Regions from separate parts of the Hordeum vulgare genome. Here region 1 is linked to region 2. Evidence: chromatin contacts called from public Hi-C data. All regions are on one chromosome and are shown on one strand. The core of a region is the stretch at or near the end of the contact, and the rest is flanking DNA. Distances in the headings are between cores, read along the strand shown.

Evidence for each region. A called contact is a pair of places that touch in the nucleus more often than the background predicts.
Region 1: a Hi-C map of leaf shows a contact between it and region 2, with 1.9 times the contacts expected there. The contact joins the promoter of LOC123444852 here to the promoter of LOC123444850 in region 2. A contact is called at or near these places in 3 of 6 Hi-C or Micro-C datasets (leaf and seedling) and 1 of 1 datasets of contacts at active chromatin or transcription factors (embryo).

What each region holds. Positions count from the first base shown.
Region 1 is chr3H:543,022,869-543,030,219 of MorexV3_pseudomolecules_assembly, forward strand. LOC123444852 (GABA transporter 1) reads left to right here and starts at 2,429. Exons shown (of 4, transcript XM_045121712.1): 1 at 2,429-2,804; 2 at 4,463-4,693; 3 at 5,282-5,697; 4 at 5,834-6,793. The coding sequence starts at 2,696. The coding sequence ends at 6,448.
Region 2 is chr3H:542,888,283-542,895,546 of MorexV3_pseudomolecules_assembly, forward strand. It overlaps LOC123444850, which reads left to right and starts at 5,948. Exons shown (of 4, transcript XM_045121710.1): 1 at 5,948-6,064; 2 at 6,127-6,611; 3 at 6,715-7,003; 4 at 7,160-7,264. The coding sequence starts at 5,948. It overlaps LOC123444849 (protein BUD31 homolog 1), which reads left to right and starts at 1,565. Exons shown (of 4, transcript XM_045121709.1): 1 at 1,565-1,818; 2 at 2,113-2,251; 3 at 2,355-2,542; 4 at 4,639-5,025. The coding sequence starts at 2,158. The coding sequence ends at 4,794.

The sequences.
Region 1 (7,351 bases), core at 1,179-3,678, 130 kb after region 2:
TTCATTTGACGCTCCTCCAAGCGCAAATAGGCGGTGGCGGTTTGGAAGGTGGGGTTCGCCAGCAACGTGAGGTTGGAGGGTGCATTACCGAAGTCCTCGTTGAGGCTGGCGTTGAGCGTGCTAAGCATGAGCTCGTCGGATACCTTAGAGCCAATGTCGCGGAGCTCGTCGACCAACATCTTGAAGCGCATGAAATAGTCGTTGTTCGAGGAGTCATCCTAATGACACCCAAAGAACTCTTGCTGCAAGAAGATGAGGCGTAGGAACTTGTTGTCAATGAAGAGCGCACTGATCATTTCCCACATGGTGCAAGCATCACCATCCTTAGAGACGACCGTGTGGAAGATGTCCTTCGAGATGATGAGATAGAACCATCGCATGAGCGTGGCCGCGGACCACTCCGGATCGACCTTCATGACCACGCCATCGACGGACCCGTCGATGTGCTCTGCGAGGTAGTACTCGCGGAAGACGAGGTCGAAGTAAGTCTTCCATGCATAGTAAGAGGAGCTAGATTTATCTAGCTTGATGGCGACGGGGTCATGGATGCTGAGATCATGGATGTCATCGGCGGTGGGGATATTTGGACAGGTGAAGGGGTTGGAGTTGCCAGAGAGAGAAGACTGTGGAGAATCCATGGTGATGAGGGTGGGCAGCGACGACGACTATGGGTAGAGGGGTGGGCAGCGACGACTGCGGAGAGGAAGACGACAACGACGTGTAAGGGGAGAGGCAGCTGCAAGGGTAGAGGAGAGGGCGGCGACAGCAGGCTACAACGGCTAGATGCAGCTGTTGTAGGGTGCGGCGGCGACGGGAACAAAAGCTAGGGTTGGATCGGAAACCCTAAACTGATACCATGTTGGATGTATGAATTGTATTGGTTGCACCAATGACTTTACTCGTCGTGCATCATGGCACATATATAGGTATAGAGGGAGGTGCACGGTTGCCTTGTCTCCCAAGTTACATACACGTTACAAGGGAAGAGAGACATGGCAGATGCAATCTATACAGCCTAGACCTATATACGTACACGCAATATACACGTGTTCAATAGATTCAAAGGAATTTCATAGGATTTTGGGGATTGAAATCCTTAGGATTTTTTTATATTGGTCATTGGATTCCATAGGATTTCCTTTTATGAAATCTTGTGTACTACCTTTAATAGAAAATCTAACATCCACTTCAACTTATTTCTAATTTTTTTAATTTTTTTGTGACATGGACACTATTTACTAATCCTATAGTGTTCAAATAAACATGCCAATCAAATCCTATATTCTTTTTATCCATGCGTTTTCAAAATCCCGCGAATCAATGGCGCCCTTACTCGTTCAGTGCGTGCAAAGTGTTTTGCCTATCCACAGCACGTGGGCGCACCTACTTGTGCATGCGAAGCAGTCAAATAACGTTACATGGGTTAACCAACCGTTGAAGATTAGCGAGCGCAGCGCATCTGCGCTTGTGAAGTCAACACCTGCAACGTGATCGTATGGAAGTTCATCATGCCGCCACACATGGCGTCCCACGAGATGTGATTATCAATATTAGTTTCCGCAGAAACCAGCAAGTGGTTGCGATTGTGAATGTTACAGGTTTCACAGTCCACAGGGGGTAGTTGAGCCTGAGACCGGGAGCTTATCAGTGGAAGCCTAGTGCTAAGTTTTTTATTCCCTTTCAGGGGTGATAGGAGTCTCTCAGCTGTGACAACATACTTAGAGCAACAACATACTTACTTGAACCATCGTGTATCGCACCATAATCAAATTATTAGCTCCGAACTCGATCGACAACCCCGACCTAAAGAACAACCAAGTTGATAGGCCAGACGACGACGCTGATAACCTGGCAGAGGTAACTGATTGCATCGACACCATGTTTTTTAGAAGATGGACAGTTTATTGAAGTCAGAAGGCGCTACCTGTGGCTGTTGGACTCTAGTGTTGCTATGACAGCGAACTCTACTTACCCACTAAATATTGAGACCCTCCTCCTCCAGCACGTCGCCGTCGTTCTGCACCCCAACATCCCGTTGATACGCACTGCCAACAAACCCAGCTAGCGGCCAAGCCGTTCGCCGTGGCCGGCAACGAAAGCCCCTACTCCTACACCCACACCCACACCCACGCCTCTGTTCATCAACCGGTGGCCAACTTGTCTTGTGCCACGCATTTTCACGCAGGAACGGACTTGATTTCGCACCGATGCACGTACGTACGCACGCCTCTCCACAGCCCCATCAGCCAGATGCGGTCCATCGGCGCGTCCCGGTCGTGCCATCCGTCGAGACAACGAGCAGGCATGCATGGTTGCAATATTCAGCGATCACATGCAGTGCCATTGTTTTCCAAGGGGGGGAAAATGATGGCATGCCTGAACGTGTTAGCTAGTTGTGTTTCGCTGCAGGTGCAGGTTCAGTTGATTTGCCGGTGGAGCGGCCAAAGAGAATCAGGAGCCTGCGTGGTACGTGCGCGCGCTCACATTACCGGGCACGCGGCGCCTATATAGGCGGGGTGGCTCGGCTCTCCGCTCCGTGCCGTGCGCATATCCATCGAGCAGAGAGGCGGGAGAGATCATCTTCACGACGTGTGAGTCTGCCACTCGTAGCTCTCTCCTCCTCGGCTAGCCACCTTTCTTCCCGGGACGGTTCTCCCTCCGCGCGCCTGTCAGGCTCAGGAGCTAGCTAGACGGCATGGGGGCTCCGAGCAGGGAGGAGGATGAGGCGAAGAAGATGGAGGCCGGCGGCGACACCGTCGGCCAGAAGCTCGACGCCGGCGCGCTCTTCGTCCTCGAGTCCAAAGGTGCCCCCCTCTCTCTCTCTCTCTCTTTCTATTCCGTAGCAGCACGTCAGAGGAGCACATGACCCGCCCGCGTTCGTCCGGCGTCGTCAGGATCATGCTGCATGAAGCTGTTGATTGGTTGTCCCAGATGAAATAGTAGCTCCGATTATTACTAACTGTACATATCTACCAAAGCACCAAGGTGACTTTGGCTATGCTATCAAAGATAAAATCGATGCGATGGCTTGGTATGCTAGCTAAGCTAGGTAGGAACAGGATTGATTACATATTTGCCATTTTGCCGATCACTCCGCCAGAAAATGGTTGATGACATGTTAAGTATACTCGCATTATACTAGCACAAGATAGCCATACAGAAGAGAACTGACGACGACGATGGGCTCACAAGGCAACGATTTGGCCATGCCATTGGAGCTCCACCTATGGAGATCTCCTGCTCAAAAGTTCTTGCTGGGTGGTGGATTGGACGCATGTTTGAATTGGCCCCTTGCCCGTATCCATCCTTTCAAGAGTCTTTCATTTCACCCCTTTCTCACTGTTTACTTTATGAGAGCCGTGCTTTCAACGTAGCAGTTCCTGCTTTTTCCCGGCTGCAAAACCTCACTTTCTTTTTCACTTTCTCTCCCCTCTTCACCCTGCGTGCCCAGATGTCTTTAGCAGCAAAGAAAGAAGAGACAAAACACAATAGTACTCGCGGCATGCCGGGATGCCTGGCCATCCGTAGCCATACCCCCATACCCCTCCATGTGCATTCCGCGAAATGTGCACAGAGCGCTGCAGTTTTACTCCTCCTAAACATGTGCGCTAGATATGTGCACTGGATATTATTTAGCGTCTCTTCAGCAGCCAGATCATCACATCACATTATTAACAGTTTGCTTAGCAGCCAAAAATAAATTAATGTTAGGGCGGGAACGTGGTAGTATTTCCATTCGAAAATTGCACCGTGGCCGGACCGGACTGGTACACGATCGCCATCTCGCGGATACAATGCATTCATCCCGCATCCATATTGCACACGCTGGACAACATTTAGTAGTATTGTCATGCTGAAATAGACCACTGAAAGGCGAAAGCTCAGCCGGCACGGCCTGATATTCCACGCCGATAATCATATAGTAGTACTGCATGACCATCCACACTAGCCAGAGAAGAGAAGTGCGGCTAATAGGTTTATGTCAGCGTCAATGCGAAGTCTCCCAGCACGTCTTGCATGTCGATCGAGTTGTTGACCCCTGAACCACACACTCGGCGTTCCGATTCAGAGGAGGAGCGTTGAGTGCGCTGACGTACACCTCCGGAAATTTGGCACGGGCAGGGATAAACAACGAGCTCATCATCGGCGCATGATTTCTTCGACGTGGTGCACCGTGGATTTCGTGGGGCTTCAGATATCCGGCGACTTTTGACCAAGCAGCGATCGTCCTGGAGAAAGCAGGCACCGCGCCCCCATTTTCTGACAGCATGAACGTGACATTCGGCCATTATGTTAAAACAAAAATCCTCGCCTGTTAATCATGAACATTATGTTAAGAAAAATCCTCGCCTGTTAATCATGAACATTATTTTAAGAAAAATCCTCGCTTGTTAATCATGGACAGATAGTGTTTTTGTTTGTGGAGCGGGAGCTGACATGTTTACGTGTCCATGTGTTGCAGGGTCATGGCTGCACTGCGGGTACCACCTGACGACGTCGATCGTGGCGCCGCCGCTGCTGAGCCTGCCGTTCGCGTTCGCGGCGCTGGGGTGGTCGGCGGGGATGGTGTGCCTCGTCGTCGGCGCCGCCGTCACCTTCTACTCCTACAACCTCCTCTCCCGCGTGCTCGAGCACCACGCGCAGCAGGGCCGCCGCCAGCTCCGCTTCAGGGACATGGCCGCCGACATACTAGGTCAGTACACTTGACCACGTCGCCGTCGGCCGCCCGATACCCTGTAGCGGTATGCCAAAGCTCCGATCGTGCAGATAGATGGTAGGATTAGCCGTTGATGCCACCGTTCAACTACACACACCGCCGTGCGCCGTGCACCGTGGATCCGTCATGTATGTTTCGAGCGTAAAACCAGCATGCCAGACATGTGTACGTCAGTACGTGCATATCTTGCTTGGCTTTGGTCATGCATGCATGACCGATGCATATGAGGTCAAAGCACGTGGTCAAGGACTACTATAGCGCTAGCCGACAGCCAGCAGTTAGCTCCAGCCTTTCGGGCTCGAGTATCATGATGAGATGCCCTCACGTGAGCATCTTTCAATAATTGCGTCTCCTACTGCCCCGCGCACAGGCGACCGATCTGGTTTTGACGGTGTGGGCAGGGTACGTACGTACGTAGTACTCCTACTACCGTCGGCTCGTCGCCGGCGTGGCATGGCATGGCATGGCAGGAGAGCAATGAAAAACGAGCAATGGCCGTAGCACATCCATCCAAGTTGTCAAAGAAACGTTAGTAATACTAATACCATTGTTTATGTGATGCAGGACCTGGATGGGCGCGCTACTACATCGGTCCGATCCAGTTCATGGTGTGCTTCGGCGCCGTGGTCGCGTCCACCCTGCTGGCCGGCCAGAGCATGAAGGCCATCTACCTCATCGCCAACCCCGGGGGCACCATGAAGCTCTACGTGTTCGTGGTCATCTTCGGCGTCTTCCTCGTCATCCTGGCGCAGCTGCCGTCCTTCCACTCGCTCCGCCACGTCAACCTCGTCTCCCTGCTGCTCTGCCTCTCCTACAGCCTCTGCGCCGTCGCCGGCTGCGTCTACCTCGGCACCTCCGACCGGGCGCCCCCCAAGGACTACTCCATCGCCGGCGACACCCACACCCGCGTCTACGGCGTGTTCAACGCCCTCGCCGTCATCGCCACCACCTACGGCAACGGCATCATCCCCGAGATACAGGTACGTAGCTGCTGAATGAACCCTCTGCTCTGATCAATCTCTCTGAAAGAGGGCTTTGTTGATCCATGGCTTGTTACGATTCACGGGTGCTTACATTACATATGCATGCCTGCTGTACTGTGTATGGTGATTGCAGGCGACGGTGGCCGCGCCGGTGACGGGGAAGATGTTCAAGGGCCTGTGCCTGTGCTACGCGGTGGTGGTGACCACCTTCTTCAGCGTGGCCACGGCGGGGTACTGGGCGTTCGGCAACGCGGCGCAGGGCCTGCTGCTCAACAACTTCATGGTGGACGGCAAGCCCGTCATCCCGGTGTGGCTGCTGCTAATGGCGGAGCTCTTCACGCTGGTGCAGCTGTCGGCCACGGCCACGGTGTACCTGCAGCCGACCAACGAGGTGCTGGAGGGCCTCCTGTCGGACCCCAAGGCCGGGCAGTACGCGGCGCGGAACGTGGTGCCGCGCCTCGTGTCCCGCACCGCCGCCGTCGCCTTCGGCACCACCATCGCCGCCATGATACCCTTCTTCGGCGACATGAACGCGCTCATCGGGGCCTTCGGCTTCATGCCGCTCGACTTCGCCGTGCCGGCGCTCTTCTACAACCTCACGTTCAAGCCCTCCAAGAAGGGCTTCGTCTTCTGGCTCAACACGGCCATCGCCGTCGTGTTCTCCGCGGTCGCCGTCGTCGCGTCCGTGGCCGCCGTCAGGCAGATCGCGCTGGACGCCGGCACCTACAAGCTCTTCGCCAACGTGTGAGGCCCCGCTTGACGTGGCTCGTACGCCAGGAAATGTTGAGGTCGCCGCTTGTGACTTGGCATTGAGCTCCGACCTTGCCGACGAACCGTCCAAGATTGTTGCTTGGCCGAGTACATACATACCGAGTTTTGGTTCTGGATAAGTTATGTAGGCAGATGAATGTGACCCGACAAGTGTTTAGCCCGTCAATCCTGTGCTCTTATAGACTAGGGGAAGAGTTGGAAGTGTGCTCTTATGTATAGCCTTCCTTATGTATCTGTTGATGCTGCAAAAACCCGTGCACCGAAATCGCCGAAATTGATTCGGGTACATGTGTCAAGATCAATTTAGGTGTGCTTCATCTTACGCCTTTCACAATGCTCCATGGTGTATGAATCCTGAGTCCGAGGACGGGAGCAAACGAGAACTCTGTGTATGTTGGAACCTACAATAATCCTACACCTACGTAATCTTACTTAAGCTTCATAATCTAAATCTTCACCGCCCCCGATTTTCATGGGATGGGGCCTGGGCTGTTTTTTCATCCAATCTAATCATGACAAATCAGCACGTAACTTTACCTGGAATCTCTAGGTAGGTGTAGATAAGCCCAGAACCAATAATGCTACATATACGGACTTTATTTTACAAAATATTACGGAGAAGCTGATTTGGAGGTATATTATTAGTTGGAGGATGACTTCCCATCCGAAAATCAGGGCGGAGAGTTTATTAAGGGTGTGTTTGGTTGCTGTCATGGGCTGGAATGTCACGGGTCGGACCCGTTCCTAGTCCTCGTTCATGTGTTTGGTTTACCAACCGGAACACAACCCACTCATTCCACTTTAGGGAATATTGCACTCAGATCCGGAACGTGCTAGCACCAGGAAATCGACGGAATCACACGGAACGAGCCTCTCCTCT
Region 2 (7,264 bases), core at 4,698-7,197:
AAGCCAAGGGGGGCAACCCTTCCCTTCCAAACCGAGTCCAACTAGGTTTGGAAGGAGGAGTCCTTCCCCCTTTTCCCACCTCCTCTTTTTTTTTTCCTTTTCTCTTTGATTTTCTTCCTATGGCGCATAGGGCCTTCTTGGGCTATCCCACCAGCCCACTAAGGGCTGGTGCACCACCCCCAAGGCCTATGGGCTTCCCCAGGGTGGGTTGCCCCCCCCGGTGAACACTCGAAACCCATTCGTCATTCCCGGTAACTCCGAAAACCTTCCGGTAATCAAATGAGGTCATCCCATATATCAATCTTCGTTTCCGGACCATTCCGGAAACCCTCGTGACGTCCGTGATCTCATCCGGAACTCCGAACAACATTCGGTAACCAACCATATAACTCAAATACGCATAAAACAACGTCGAACCTTAAGTGTGCAGACCCTGCGGGTTCGAGAACTATGTAGACATGACCCGAGTGACTCCTCGGTCAATATCCAATAGCGGAACCTGGATGCCCATATTGGATCCTACATATTCTACGAGGATCTTATCGTTTGAACCTCAGTGCCAAGGATTCATATAATCCCGTATGTCATTCCCTTTGTTCTTCGGTATGTTACTTGCCCGAGATTCGATCGTCGGTATCCGCATACCTATTTCAATCTCGTTTACCGGCAAGTATCTTTACTCGTTCCGTAATACAAAATCCCGCAACTTACACTAAGTCACATTGCTTGCAAGGCTTGTGTGTGATGTTGTATTATCGAGTGGGCCCCGAGATACCTCTCCGTCACACGGAGTGACAAATCCCAGTCTCGATCCATACTAACTCAACGAACACCTTCGGAGATACCTGTAGAGCATCTTTATAGTCACCCAGTTACGTTGCGACGTTTGATACACACAAAGCATTCCTCCGGTGTCAGTGAGTTATATGATCTCATGATCATAGGAACAAATACTTGACACGCAGAAAACAGTAGCAACAAAATGACACGATCAACATGCTACGTCTATTAGTTTGGGTCTAGTCCATCACGTGATTCTCCTAATGACGTGATCCAGTTATCAAGCAACAACACCTTGTTCATAATCAGAAGACCCTGACTATCTTTGATCAACTGGCTAGCCAACTAGAGGCTTCCTAGGGACAGTGTTTTGTCTATGTATCCACACATGTATACAAGTCTTCATTCAATACAATTATAGCATGGATAATAAACGATTATCATGAATTAAGAAATATAATAATAACTAATTTATTATTGCCTCTATGGCATATTTCCAACAGTGGAGTGGGCGCGTACGCTGTGCCGGTCCATGGCTTTCCCATTTAAGAAGGACGGCGACCGTCCGTCTGAGTGGATGACAGTCGTGGCCTACCGGGCGTGCGCAGTAAGTACGGGCGGTGGGAGGTAGGTGGCCTCCTGTCACGCGTCCCCGACGCGGACGAGAGGAGGGCTCAAGCGCGTCCGCTGGCTGTCCGCCAAAATCTAAACCGGACACATGTTTGCGTTAAAAATGAATCGGCCCGATCACAAAACGGAAGCGCGCTCGAGTTGCCTAACCCGACCCACCGTGCGGCACCGTCTTCTGCTCTCAGTCTCCCGACATCCCGCCCCCTCGCCCTACCCTAGCCCGATCCAACGCGGCTCCAGTGCCACCGCCGTGCCCTAACCTCTCCTCCGCGGCTCCCTACCCGTCGCCGCCCCACACCCCTCCGCCTTTCACGCGAGTCGCCGTCGCCGCCCCACAGCCCTCTACCTTTCACGCGAGTCGCCCTGCCGTCCCAACCCCGTCCGCGATTTCGGCCATCGGTTTCTGAGGTATGAACATTCTATCATCCACGATTTAGTTTAACCCCACCTGATGTGGATAAATTTTGGGTGTGCACTGTGCCGGTGCACACCATCTCTAGATCCGCCCCTGTTCTTGAGAGAGTTTATTTTGTTTACTAGTATAGCTTGAAATACTTGGGTGTTAATGCTAGAGTCAGAATGAACCTTTATTCAGTTGTCAGTTCCTGCTTTTATTTTGGAAAAATGCACTGATATCTGGATGATTTTCGTGGCATAAGTATATGCTATTTGAATCTTACCCTTTTATCTGTGTTTTCTCAGGTTTGTGCATTCCAAAGCCAGCCCTAGGACACCCCTTGTGACAGCATGCCTAAGATAAAGACAAGCCGTGTCGAATATCCTGAAGGATGGGCGCTTATTGAACCCACAATCCGTGAGCTGGATGCCAAAATGAGAGAAGGTATGCAGATTATTAAGCATGTGTATCTATCAGTGTACCCTTTTCAGATCTGCAATGCTACTTCATACTCTAGGATGGGTACTAATATGATCTGCGCGTGCAGCTGAAAACGATACACATGACGGGAAGAGGAAGTGTGAAGCACTCTGGCCAATTTTCCGCATTTCTCATCAAAGGAGTCGTTACATATATGATCTTTTCTATAGAAGGAAGGAAATATCAAAGGAGCTCTATGAGTTCTGCCTGGACCAGGGTTATGCAGACCGTAATCTGATTGCAAAGTGGAAAAAGGTTAGTGTCCTTAGGTTCATACCATTTGTACGTGCACACAAATCTTTTTGTTTTGTATTACCTTAAGAGTGATATTCTTTTCATCTTAGATGTTCTTTAATTAACTAATGCATGGACGAAGTTAGTTCAAATGAATGAATAAACACATCATCAAGTTTTTACTCTCTTATAATCTTTTTCATCCACAGTAAACAGTAACTGCTTGAGTAGTAATTCTCAAAGTGGACCTTAAATAAATTGCCCTATCTTTGCAATTTTGTTCTTGTGATGTTAAAGTAGCAGCTGATGTTGTCATGGGTATACTTTTATCACCACATAATATTCTTTAGCTTATTGTTTGTGTTCTGGACATCTGATGTGAAGTGTTCGAATTGATTAGTAAAGTATGCCGTGCTCATTGCATATATAAGATGTTTTTCTGGCTAAAACTGTGACATGCGGACTTTATTCATGGCATGAATTTGCTTCTATAGCGTTTGTCAGTCTTTACCTTGATAAACTGTGGATAATAATCTGTAAATAGTTAGTATTGTTATTTATAATCTCTTAGTAACTTGATGGTGGCATGGTGCACATGTTATTTATTTCGTCTAACCATGCTGTAGTAGTGCAATAAAATTGAGTTCCTGATCATGCTTTCCATGCTATATGTTCTATTCATTCCCTGTTTTAATGTAATACTGATTTGAAGTTAAAGATCAAATTCTGGGAACTTATTCATCTAATGGTCATACTTTATAATGTAGCTCAGTGCTCCCATTCCATTTCATAAAACTGATAATACACCAGATTTCTCTCATCCATATACATGGCATGCTTGTGCATCCATGCTTCCTACCAATATCCTACGAAGCATTACATTACAACATACCAGACTCCAGGGTACTTATGGTAGCTTTGCCAAGCCACACTCTAGCACTCTGACCATAACAAGGACAGATACGGAAACAGAGTCGGGCAACAAAACTACAGTTTCCTGTTCTGATATTTGTTATCAGCAATCTTCATTCCTATGCACCAGAGGCCTTTATCCCTAGCGGTGACTGAAAACTTCAGATGTCACTTGCAACAGCAGTGGCGCTTGGTAGCTTCGCAATTTTAGCTTTTGTAAGCCAGCCTGGTAGGATAACCAATGCGAAATCTGAAACATACATTAGCAGGGTCCTGAAGAAGAACATATTTTTAACAGTCTGCTGTCCCTGGTTTTCCATATGGAGCAAAGCAAACCACATGTAAAACCGCTATCGCCATGAACTGTGTATGCTTTACAGAGCATCTATTAATCCATTCACGTACTTCACTAAACAATGCAGGTATAATCTTAATACCAAAAGTGAATTCCGCCACCTCCCATACATAGCGGGCTACTACACAAAGGATAGAAGGATGTTCAATTGCACTGCCACCAACCTCTTCTGAGCAAATTATCCTTAGTTAAAATGATATTCCTAAATGCTAACTAGAAAAGTCTTTTTAACTTTTGAGAGAGACCTTAACTAACCAAAATCTTTTGTAAGGCCAAACAACCTATCTGGCTTTTAAAAAAGACTGACAATAACATCAGACACCCACAAATCCTCCCAGAAGTTGTCGTGGTACGAACACGCACCTCTTCCATACAGAACTGAAGAAAGACACCTTCGTTAAAACCAGGCAGAAAATGTGACCGTGTAGGCCTAGTACTACATTGTGCTAAAGTGCAGTTGCCTAGCTCTTAACAGACACCGTTATTATCAATCTTTCATAGCCATGTACTGATTAGGTGATCATGACAGTTAAATATATGACTCTCGGCCCCTTGGTTGGTTAGCATATATCCTGCCAATTAGCAATGATACTTTGTACCCCCACGCTCTTCCTGCCACGGCAGATTTTTCCTAACTGTGGCAGTCGAAACGTAGATAGAAAATGCTCCACAACCTCTGAGCACAGACCCCCCCCCCCCCCCCCTTTTTCTTTGCACTTCATGCTTCATAGTCTTCCTTCCTTCCAGTTCCAGCCACTTATTACTCTGTTCTGTGTTTATATAGTTACTATATGTATGATCCGTCTGATATTCTTTCTTACTCTATGCTTCTTTTTGTGTGTACATGCAGCCGGGCTACGAGCGCCTCTGCTGCCTCCGCTGCATCCAGACACGAGACCACAACTTTGCGACGACGTGCGTGTGCCGGGTCCCCAAGCACCTGAGGGAGGAGCAGGTGATCGAATGTGTCCACTGTGGCTGCAAGGGATGTGCCAGCGGCGACTAACTGACTGATTATGCGTCAGTGGAATCCATGGTGGTTCTAAACCAAACACTCTAGATGTTTCTTAAGCCTTGTCTCTGGCAAGAACAGTCGTCCTGTAATGTAAGCACTTGCAGATACCTGTTGCCCCCGCGCGTGCGTGTGTGTGTGTGTGTTTGCAATCCTCTTATCCGGTTTCCTGACATTGGGGGTTAAGGAAACACGCAGTTGCTCCGTGCCCATGGCTTACCATCATCATCCTGCATCATCATCCTGGTAGAGTCTGAAGTTGCATGCAGATCTACCTTACAGTATGAGAGAAGTAGTCGTTTGTTCGAGCTGACCTTGATTTGTTTCTTGGTGGATGCGGTGAGCATGATGATTTAAATGCGGTCATGGCAAAGTCGTTGGGGTTTTGCCGTGCGGTGGTAGTACTACCATGAGGTTGGTTGGTGAGGCGCTGGATCCGATCCAAGCAGAAAAAAGAAAGATTCCGAGCGGGGCACGACACTCGTGCGTGATCCAAGCGACATTTTGGATTTTGCAGCCTAGCCTAGCCAGTTGGACAGCACGGCATCAGCACCGGCACTTGGGGCTGTACCGCGATCGACAGAAAAATCACCCCCACAACAACATCATACATACAGTATCATAAACAGCAGCCCCCAATGCAAGGACCAAGGAGGAGGACCTCCGTCCAGCCAGAAGATTGCTTGCCACAGGACGGACCCCCGGCCCGGGGCGACAGGTGAGGTGAGGCATCGCCGTTGGCCGATGGAGCAGCCAGCGATACCGTTGCGCTCGTCCCATGGTCCTCGTGCATCGGCCGCTACTCGCTCGCTGTCGGTGCGCGCGTGGGGCTGCGTCTTCGCGTGCGCCCCGTCGCAGAAAGACAAGCTGCTTTTTTAATACCGTGTATACGTAGTACGGGCACGAGAAAACCAAGCCTTGTGACGGTGGCCGGTGGGTGCGGTGTTGGTGTAGACCGTAGAGCAGGAGCGTGGAGCTCTTGTCAATTGTATTGTATCCTAGCCCCGCCCCCGCCCCCGCCCCCGCCCCGGGAGTGAGTTCGGGAGTCCACTTCAGTAGCGAGCGCGTACGTGCAGCTCTGCTCAGCGCGTACCCGTGCTGCCGTTTCTGGTGAGTGTGTGTGTGCATGCAGAGGCTTTGAGCGCGGATGGCGGACCCTGCGGCGGCGGCGGCCATGACCGTCGACTTCCTCCGGGCGCGCCTGCTCTCCGAGCGCTCCGTCTCGCGGGCATCCAAGGACCGCGCCGACCAGCTCGCCGCCAGGGTACGTACGTACGTTCTTCTGAATGCCAGTGTCGGCGCCGTTGATCCGCGCGCCTCGTTCAGGTCGCGGAGCTGGAGCAGCAGGTCCGGGCGGTGACGGCGCAGCGGCGGCAGGCGGAGCGGGAGGCCGCGGAGGCGCTGGCCGTCCTCCAGTCCCAGGGCTTCTGCGGCAGCCTCTCCGACGTGCTCGACTCGGGCTCCGACGACGCCGACAACGCCGACGAGGAGGAGCGGGACGGGCCACGCGACGCCACGGTCACCGGCGGCGACCCTGCGCCCTGCTCCCACGGCGTGGAGGGACAGGAGCAGGCGCGGCCGCCGGAGAAGGGCGGAGCGGAGGAGGAGGAGGACGCCATGTCCGGGACGGCCCTGCAGCCCGGCCCCGGCGGGCTGTCGTGGAAAGGCCGGTGCGCGAGCCCGCGGAGGGCCAGGCAGCTCAAGCAGCGGCACCGCCGGAGCTACGTCTACTTCCTGGCCTCGCAATCGGATCCCGAGCCCAAGTACCGGATGGGCCAGTCCTGCCGGAAGAACAAGCGCAAGGAGCTCAGGTCCGTCCCGCCATCGATCATCCTAAAGTTTCAACTCCCTCTACAATGCCATTCCTGTCGATTTCTTGACACTCTGCACTTCTCTTCTGCTCAACAATGACAGCGGCGTTGCCGCGGTGCTCGCGGAGAGTCGGAAGGAACAGCGAGATGGATCGAGCTGCACCGACGATGGCCGCCGGACCGAGTTTGACGGCGAGGTGGTGGGCGGAGAAGGCCAGCGGGGCTCGGGGGAGAGCGGTGGCCAGTACGTGATCAGGCGCGACAACAACGATGGGGAGATGGAGAGGGTGCTGGAGAAGCAGGCCGAGCTGATCGGGCAGCATGAGGCCGAGGAGAAGGCTCAGACGGACTGGGAAAAGAAATTCAACGACACCCGGAGTTCACCCAACAAGGTACTACGTATATCTGGCAACGGATTCGTTTCTCCTGTCAAAATACGGCAGAGTTAGCATCCTGAATGATATATTCGAGATTCGACACCATGGGTATTGCTGGAGGCGACAGTTCTTGCATCGATTTGAACCGTCCTTCTGCTTTGCGAAATGCAGGGTGGCACGGAGGCAGATTGCCAAGTGCAGGCGAGATCAGGTGGCGAAAAGCAACTCGTTTCTAGTAGAGCACTCAAGAACGCATCGGAAGAAATAGCGCGGGCC